2 separate regions of the Danio rerio genome follow, and region 1 is linked to region 2. Evidence: chromatin contacts called from public Micro-C data. All regions are on one chromosome and are shown on one strand. The core of a region is the stretch at or near the end of the contact, and the rest is flanking DNA. Distances in the headings are between cores, read along the strand shown.

What was found. A called contact is a pair of places that touch in the nucleus more often than the background predicts.
Region 1: a Micro-C map of caudal fin shows a contact between it and region 2, with 7 times the contacts expected there. The contact joins the promoter of skila here to the enhancer-like site in region 2. A contact is called at or near these places in 3 of 18 Hi-C or Micro-C datasets (caudal fin, hematopoietic stem cells and skeletal muscle) and 2 of 4 datasets of contacts at active chromatin or transcription factors (caudal fin and embryo).

What each region holds. Positions count from the first base shown.
Region 1 is chr2:40,325,696-40,329,336 of GRCz12tu, reverse strand. It overlaps skila (SKI-like proto-oncogene a), which reads left to right and starts at 1,986. Exons shown (of 8, transcript XM_017351932.4): 1 at 1,986-2,040.
Region 2 is chr2:40,282,812-40,286,990 of GRCz12tu, reverse strand. skila (SKI-like proto-oncogene a) reads left to right here. Exons shown (of 8, transcript XM_017351932.4): 6 at 138-400; 7 at 2,590-2,811. Among named protein-coding and RNA genes, the nearest start is that of gpr160, 16 kb to the right of the region's middle. Within about 2 kb of position 2,645, at least 27 of the 62 cell types and tissues checked have an H3K27ac peak or open chromatin away from gene starts, as enhancers often do.

The DNA.
Region 1 (3,641 bases), core at 737-3,236, 43 kb before region 2:
TTGGCGATTCATTCCGCTCTGGCAACCCCAGATTAATAAAGGGACTAAACCAAAAAGAAAATGAATGAATGAATAAATAGTTTAAGAAACAATGACAGCACAATACACAATGTATTATAAAAATTACAAGTAAAATGGAAATATAGAAAAACATATCTTAAAAATGTAAAAAAAAAAACTAATAATTTTTCAACTTAACAAAACACATTGAAAGTAAACAGAAATTAAAGCTAAAACTGAAATAGAAATAAAATAAACAAAGCTAAATGGGTATTTTTTTGTAAATAAATACAATAAAATCTGTAAGTCATTTTTCGCAATTTTTGTCATATTTTATACATTTTTTTTGGTTTAGAAATAATATAAATGAAAATCATTTTAATTAAGAATAGGTTTAAAATGCTATTTATGCCAGTGATTCAAAGCTGAATATTTACTGAAAAAAGCATGATTTTCTGAAACCCATTTCCTAAAACTTTTGAACTACAGTTGAAGTAAGAATTATTTGCCCTCCTGAATTAATAGCCTAAATATAACAGGTAAGACTTTCTCCAGAACAAAAAAAAATATTACCAGACATCTGTTAAACATAATTTGTAAAATATTTTAAAAAGAAAACAAAGTTCAAAGGAGGGCTAGAATACTGACTTCAACTGTAAATTGTTATTGGGGAAAGTTATTTTTCAAAGTAATGCATTACAATTTTTAGTTACTCCTCAAAAAAGTAAGTTACATTACTAAGTTACTTTTTATAATAAGTAATGTGTCACGCTACTTTTGAGTTACTTTTGCATTACCTTTTCTGACCTGGCTGAGACTTGATCTGTTTCAGATCTTGCAGGATTTTTTCCTTCTTTTTTAAAATAAAGCAGCTCTGCAATAAACATCGCACTAAATAACCTACACCTTCATTTACCTTTTAAAAACACATCATAAAATAATAATGTAGGATAATCTTATCTTTTGAGAACTTCCTGACCCTCAAGGATATATGCCTATACAGGTAATAATGAAAGTCTAATGCAATGTGACTACTACTTTTGTCTTTTTTGTGCTATTAATAAAGTAAAATCACTATCCATTGAGACTATAATCCTGTTTTCCTTTTCTGTGATTCGTTCAGAATAATAAGAAAACTCCCATTGCAGAAATATAAGGCTCTGCCATGTTGGTTTCTGTCTTTTCCTGCATTCTATCATTGAGTGTGGGATTCAATCTGACATTTATTTTATTTCAGCCATTTGTTTTTATAAGCTAATTAATTAAGCTAAAAAGTCACTCAAATAGTATTACTTAATTTTTAAAAATATGCATTACTCATTACTTAGAAAAGTAATATTATTACGTAACTCGTTACTTGTAATGTGTTACGCCCTCAACACTATAATTGTAAAACAGAATAATGTTTTATGTCTTTACCAAGTACAAAAACTGTGATGTTTTGCATGATATGTATTTCATTTAAACAGCCCATTTCAGATGAGTCATTATCTGTGAAACATTGACAGACCTCAGCTCATGCTGCCATTCATTATTCCTCAAAAATCATGCTAAGTCATAGCGTGAATGGGGATGTGGCTAAAGTTACTATTTAATTTCCATTTACTCCTTTCTCTTACCATAAAGTGATTCAAATTCAGCATGCTCCACTATGACTGTCCCTAAGTAGACAGCAAAACTCCCTTATTTCTAAAGAAATGTCCCTTGGTTAGTCATGTGTGCAAGCGCAAGTTACTAGTAGACCACAGATGACAACTGAACATGTACTACATGCATTACATTACATTTACTGTAACCTGTAAATTCTTGCAAAGTTCATGAGAATCTGGCGGCGCGCTGCAGACAGACAGGACAGACAGACAGACAGACACACATACATAGACACGCCCGCGCAACATCATCCGCTCCGCCAGTGCGCGCTCTCGCTGTGTGTGACGCGCGATCTGTCTGAAGGCTTTGAGTGTGTGCGCGTGTTGTTGACGCTCAGACAGACTAGAGGAGAGACCGAGAGAGACAGCAGAGCAGATCGTTCATCCTGAGGCAAGTCCCTTTAAAACCCACATCTGATTCGCCTATACACTGCGTCCATTACTCTGGTGGATCAGCAGTTTGTCGCTGTGTTTTTTAAAACCGTTTTGAAGGTTTGTAATAGTTAAGTGACGTTTATTTCTGTCTCTGAACGGGGATTTGTAGCGTTAGCTCGGTTAGCGCGTGCTAAAGGGTCTAAATATTCTAGCCGCACTGCTAAAGCTGTCTGTGCGAACGAGCCAGTTTTTCAGATGTTAAACCGGTTTTGGTGCTGTCAATGAGCAATAATAATTTGCTTATAGGTGGCGTGTGAATTTTTGAGATGTGTGTTTTGATGTGCCATTTAAAAGGGTATAATATACGTGTATATTATGTGTTTAACCTGGTCATATTGGTGATCGAGCTGGGAGTATTTGTGTGATTGATTTAAATCTTAGATATGATCTATATTGTGTTTAATACAAATGTCTGTATTTCTGTTTTTCAAAAACAGTTTTGGGGATATCGCTGTTTAACGTATTTTGAGGGGGTGGTCAGGTGTCAGACTGGCTGAATGGTTGGCAAACGTTTCACTGCCGAATGAAGACATGGGAATGGATTTAAAATAGAAGCTTTCGATGTCGTGTTGGGATATTTAATGTGTAATAGCCGTGATCAGGTTTTCTTTTCATGTGAAGGGTTTTCCCGATTGCGGGGATGGTGATTGTCACACCGCGGGTGCTCAGCGCAGCTGTGCCCGGAGAAGGAGAGGGGAGAGACGGGTAGAGGCGGGGACAGAGCCGCGGTGTCCTTGCGGGGGTAAAAAGAGAGACGCTGTCATTCAGGGTTAAAAATAGACCGCGTTTTGCCAGTGTTTCTGGAAACTGGTTATTTTATGAGGAAATGAAACGACGTCTGCGGTCAGGGTCAGTCTGTTTGAGTTGACCCGCAAATCTGGTAACGTTAAAGCAAAACCAAGCGTTTATTTCGAGGAACTTGAGATTATTATGCTTTGGTGGCCCTTTAATTTTCGCCAAAATGAATGCATTCCGTTTGTAGAACAGAAACGCATGTTGTGATTCTGAAATGAAACGCGTTTTTCTGATGGATTTTGCCGAAACCCCACTGGCATGCGCTGAATTTGAGGCTGAGCTTTCATTTTGCCTTCATATTCGTGCTCGGAAATTCCGCCAGTTCAGGCTTTTGCTTGTACGATGAAAACATCCTTTTTTATTTACAATATAATATATACATTTAATCTTGCGTGGCAGAAGTGGTGTTTATGTGTCGTTAATACATTTTGTTTCAAGCCTGCTGTGGTTGGACAGGACTAAATGGCTGCTCGCTGTTAGTTACTGATGCTGTTGGTTATCTGTGTTAAACCGACGTTATTAGTGCACTGACTCATTTACCGCCTTGACGGATTCGGCATGTTGTCAGTAGAGAAAAACAGCGCACTAAACCAGCGAGAAACTGGCCTTAGATCGATTGCTTTCAAATTAGATTATCCTGATGAGGTGAAAATGTTTCTGTCGTCTAGTTTAGCACTGTGCCCAACGCTAAAACGCTTCTGGATGCCTTTTAATTGCTCTGGCAGCATTTTCCATTCATCCGCATTCACGTGGCTTCACATT
Region 2 (4,179 bases), core at 1,396-3,895:
CTTCAAAGAGAGACACCCACAGAGAATTAGTCACACAGACTGTCAGCATATGACAGATAAGGTGTGTGTGTGTGTGTGTGTGTGTGTGTGTGTTTGATCGCGTGAATGTGGTTAACTCTTTCTTCCTTTTCCCTCAGATCTTCCTGCATCTCCTTCTTCCACTGCAGAGGAGGCCAAATCCCACCACACGGGCGAAGCACACGAGCGCCGCCAACCTCCTCCGCCGGTCGCCATGGAGACCAGCCCGGGTGGCAAGCAACACGCCCCCATTTCCATGGCGGGCAAAGACAGCGGCGCAGAGGATGACAAGGACAGGATCATGCTGGAGATCGTGCAGATGTACCGGCGGCAGCAAGAGAAGCTCAATTCCACGCTTCAGAAACAGCTGCAGCTAGAGATGGTGAGGAAGTTCAATTAGATGAATCATGCCTACTGGAGACGCACAGGCTCTGTTCTAAACTCTAATGAGCTGCCTTACTGTCTGCTGTCTACATGGGCAGCTACCTTCTAAGTTAGCATCATGACTTACAGGCTTCTCACTCCATGATTATGGTTGATTACACTTAAGCAGAATGCATCTAATAAGTAGGGTAAATATTTTTTTCAATTTCTGCTGACAGCTTTGTAAAAAATCAGTGGATTTATTATTGTGGGAGTATCGTAACTAAAAACAATAAATGAAATAATAAAATAGCTTTAACTTTTATTTAGTGTTTACAATGTAAATCTATTTAGATCTACTTATTTGGTAAACAAAGTAAGTCTCTCTTATAATATATGAACTAAAAGACAGAAAATCTTACTTTACAAACTGTATTGTAAATAAATTAAACTAACACTTTCATATTAGTCAATAATATTACTGAAAGTAATTTAAAAACTGAATATAAAATTACAAACATTTACTACGGATGCTCTGATTGATTGGCCGAAGATTGGAATCGGCCGATAATCACATTTCATGTCTTAATCGGTACTCGATCTGGCCAATCTCATGAACTGGTTGCAAGTGTTTGTTTACGTGTTTACAACCCAGGTTATAGATCCACAGTGGTACAACACATGCTCAGTGTTTCCAAATTGCAATGTCAGTAATTTTTCTTACCATTTTTTTCTATCTGTTTTATCTGTTATTTTTTGTTAAGCTGCTTCTAACCATTACATGTACGCAACATTCCTAATTTATTCTCTTAGGTAAGGTGAGTTCTTATACATAGAGGGAGAATGTGCTTATGCAATGGCAAAGTTATATAAAGCTTGAAGCATCAAAATCGGTGCTTGGTATTGGCTGATTAAAATGACGAGGGATTGCTACTCGAAATCAGCTGCAAAATTCCTGATCAGAGCATCCCTAACATTAACACAAGTAAATGAATAGACTCAACGATGGGCTATAATCTCCAGATTTCTGCACGCACAAATTTTGTGTGGGCCCTACAAATAAGCTGTTTAAAAGGCTAATTGTGATTTTATGATATATATATATATATATATATATATATATATATATATATATATATATATATATATATATATATATATATATATTATGTTATGTAGTAAAAATATAATATACAGGGAAACATACACACTAAAGTGACTACAGGAACAGAGTGGTAAACAATAATGCAAATAGTAATGTAGAAATAATTGTTATTTGTCATTAGTTCATTTTCCTTCGGCTTAGTCCCTTTATTCATCAGGGGTCACCACAGCGGAATGAACCGCTGATTTATCCAGCATATGTTTTCATGCAGCAAATGACCTTCCAGCTGCAACCCAGTACTGGGAAACACCCACACACTCACAATTACACATGTACACTACGGCCAGATTAGCTTATTCAATTCACCTATAGTGCATGTCTTTGGACTGTGGGGGAAACCATGTTATTTGTCAAGCCCAAGTATTTATGTTTTTTTTTTTTTGTTTTGTTGATAGTACACATCTTAATCTGCTCACAATGTTTGCTGATGAATGCTTAAAAAGGTTCAATGAAACTGATGTTAATTCAATGTGTCAATTGTAATACATTTCATTCATATCTATGTAAGTGGTTTATAAATTGCTTTGACACGTTTGAGTTTGAAAAAGAAAATACCCTTAAGCATCTCTGCTGCTTATAATTTGACATGTGAAATTACATATGGTAAAAATCTTGAGCTTCATAAGCACAAATAATGAAAAACAATCAATTTTCATCTGTACCCTTTTTTAATGCATGTATGCAACAATTCTTGCTGCCATTTTGGATGAAAATGCTCATTAAGCTTGCCATATTGCTTCTGGGATTGTCTCATCCTTAAAATGATACATGCGATTCTGCCCTAGATTTTATCTTGGAAGAGGCGGTGTGATTTTTGCGTCAGATGCATGCATATAATCTCTAAAAACAACTCGTCTAATAGGCAGTTTGATGAGGTTGGAACAGAGCCATAGTTGTCTTTTTATATATTATCATGAAAGCTCTTTTTTTTTTGGTCATGTGAAAAGTGAAAGGACTTGTTACAGCGTGAGCCCGGACTTGTCCACTGCAGACCCGTAAGCTCTGGCACAGATAGTTTGACGCATGTCATGTTGTGTGTGCAGGAGCTGGAGGCAGTGCGCGGGGGCGAGGCGGCCCGGCTCAGGGAGTTGTCTGCGGAGCAGCTGGAGCTGCAGAACGAGCTGGAGGCGGTGCACACTGAGCATGCTCAGAGACTGGGGGAGGTGCGGCAGGAGCAGAGGCAGCTGGAGCACCGGCTCGAGCAGCTCAAACAGCAGAGTTGCGCCTGTCAGCCTAAAGAGCAGGAGGCACAGTACAATGCACAGGTAAATGCATATCTGAGCATGCCCGAAATCACGATGTGATGCAACAACCACAACAACACAAACTATACCCAGTGTGAATTATCCCTGCACCCAGTGGAATATGCTGCTTGTATCAGCACGGCTCATCTGTGTGGGAGTGATTCAGTTATTTGTAGAGAGATACGCATGCACATTGAAACGGAGAGCCAGGATGACTTGCACAGTGGGCCTGATTCCTGCGTTTCAGTCATCAACTAGGTCAAGTGGCTTACAAATGTTTTAAAACAAATAAACAGTATAAAGGGCAGTTCACACCTTGCTGACAGACAGCACCAGACACTTTGTCGAAGCACTGTGTCAGAGGGTTGCCCATTGCATGTAGTGAATCTGCACTTATCAGATTGTAGGGGAAGTGATGTGTTATAATCTGATAATCGTCCACGTTTGTTATTGTCAATTGTCAATTGGCATTCATTATATCAGATCATAATACCTAATAGTACCAATTTATCCGTGCTGATATTAGCACACAGAGCAAATTGAAATCAAAATAAAATCTAAATAAGATTTGCATGTTTTCCTATTAAGGTTATTTCTTACAGAATTGTGTTAGAGGCCTTTATTAAGCACTTGTATTGTAATTAATGCATTGCAAACACATCATTAATGCTATATTGGATGCAAGTGATCTCTGAGCTGTGCATTTAATGTTACAAAATATTTTCATTTTAATATTTAGACATCATCAATTCCGTGTTACTATTGATGATAACATTTATGGAAATGGTCAATTTCAACTTCAGCTAGAAATTATTTTGATAGTTTAAATGAAGTACTTAAAGATTAGAAATGTTGCCTTTGGAACTAGCTGAATTTTATTTTAAATAATAAAAATGTTATATAGTAATATTGATAAAAATAGGCATCAACGATTAAAAATCCCCAATTTAAATAGAAATGTTAGGAATAAAGCTAGACAACACTTAACTTGAAGTTCACAAAATGTGCGTCGGATTTAAATGATTGAACTTCTCCGTTACTTAGAAAGTTAATTCTGTCCTTCTGAGCAAACTTGATGCTCAAAGGCAGCTGACTCATTTCTTGCTTTCCATGTTTTTCTTGCTTTAGATACTTGTAACTATTAAATAGACACCAGTACTTTGCTATTAAATGCTAATACCTTTCGATGCTGGAATTTAGATGCTAATACTCATTACATACTAGTCCCTATTATTAGAAACTAGTAGTTATTGTTTATTATACATGATCTTCTGAATTATTATGGTACTCCTCTTTTCTGATTAGCATTATTGGACACAGTGGAGTTCAGTAAAAAAAATTGACTAGTAAATTGAATTATCTTGCTAATAACATTTTAAGTAAGAACTA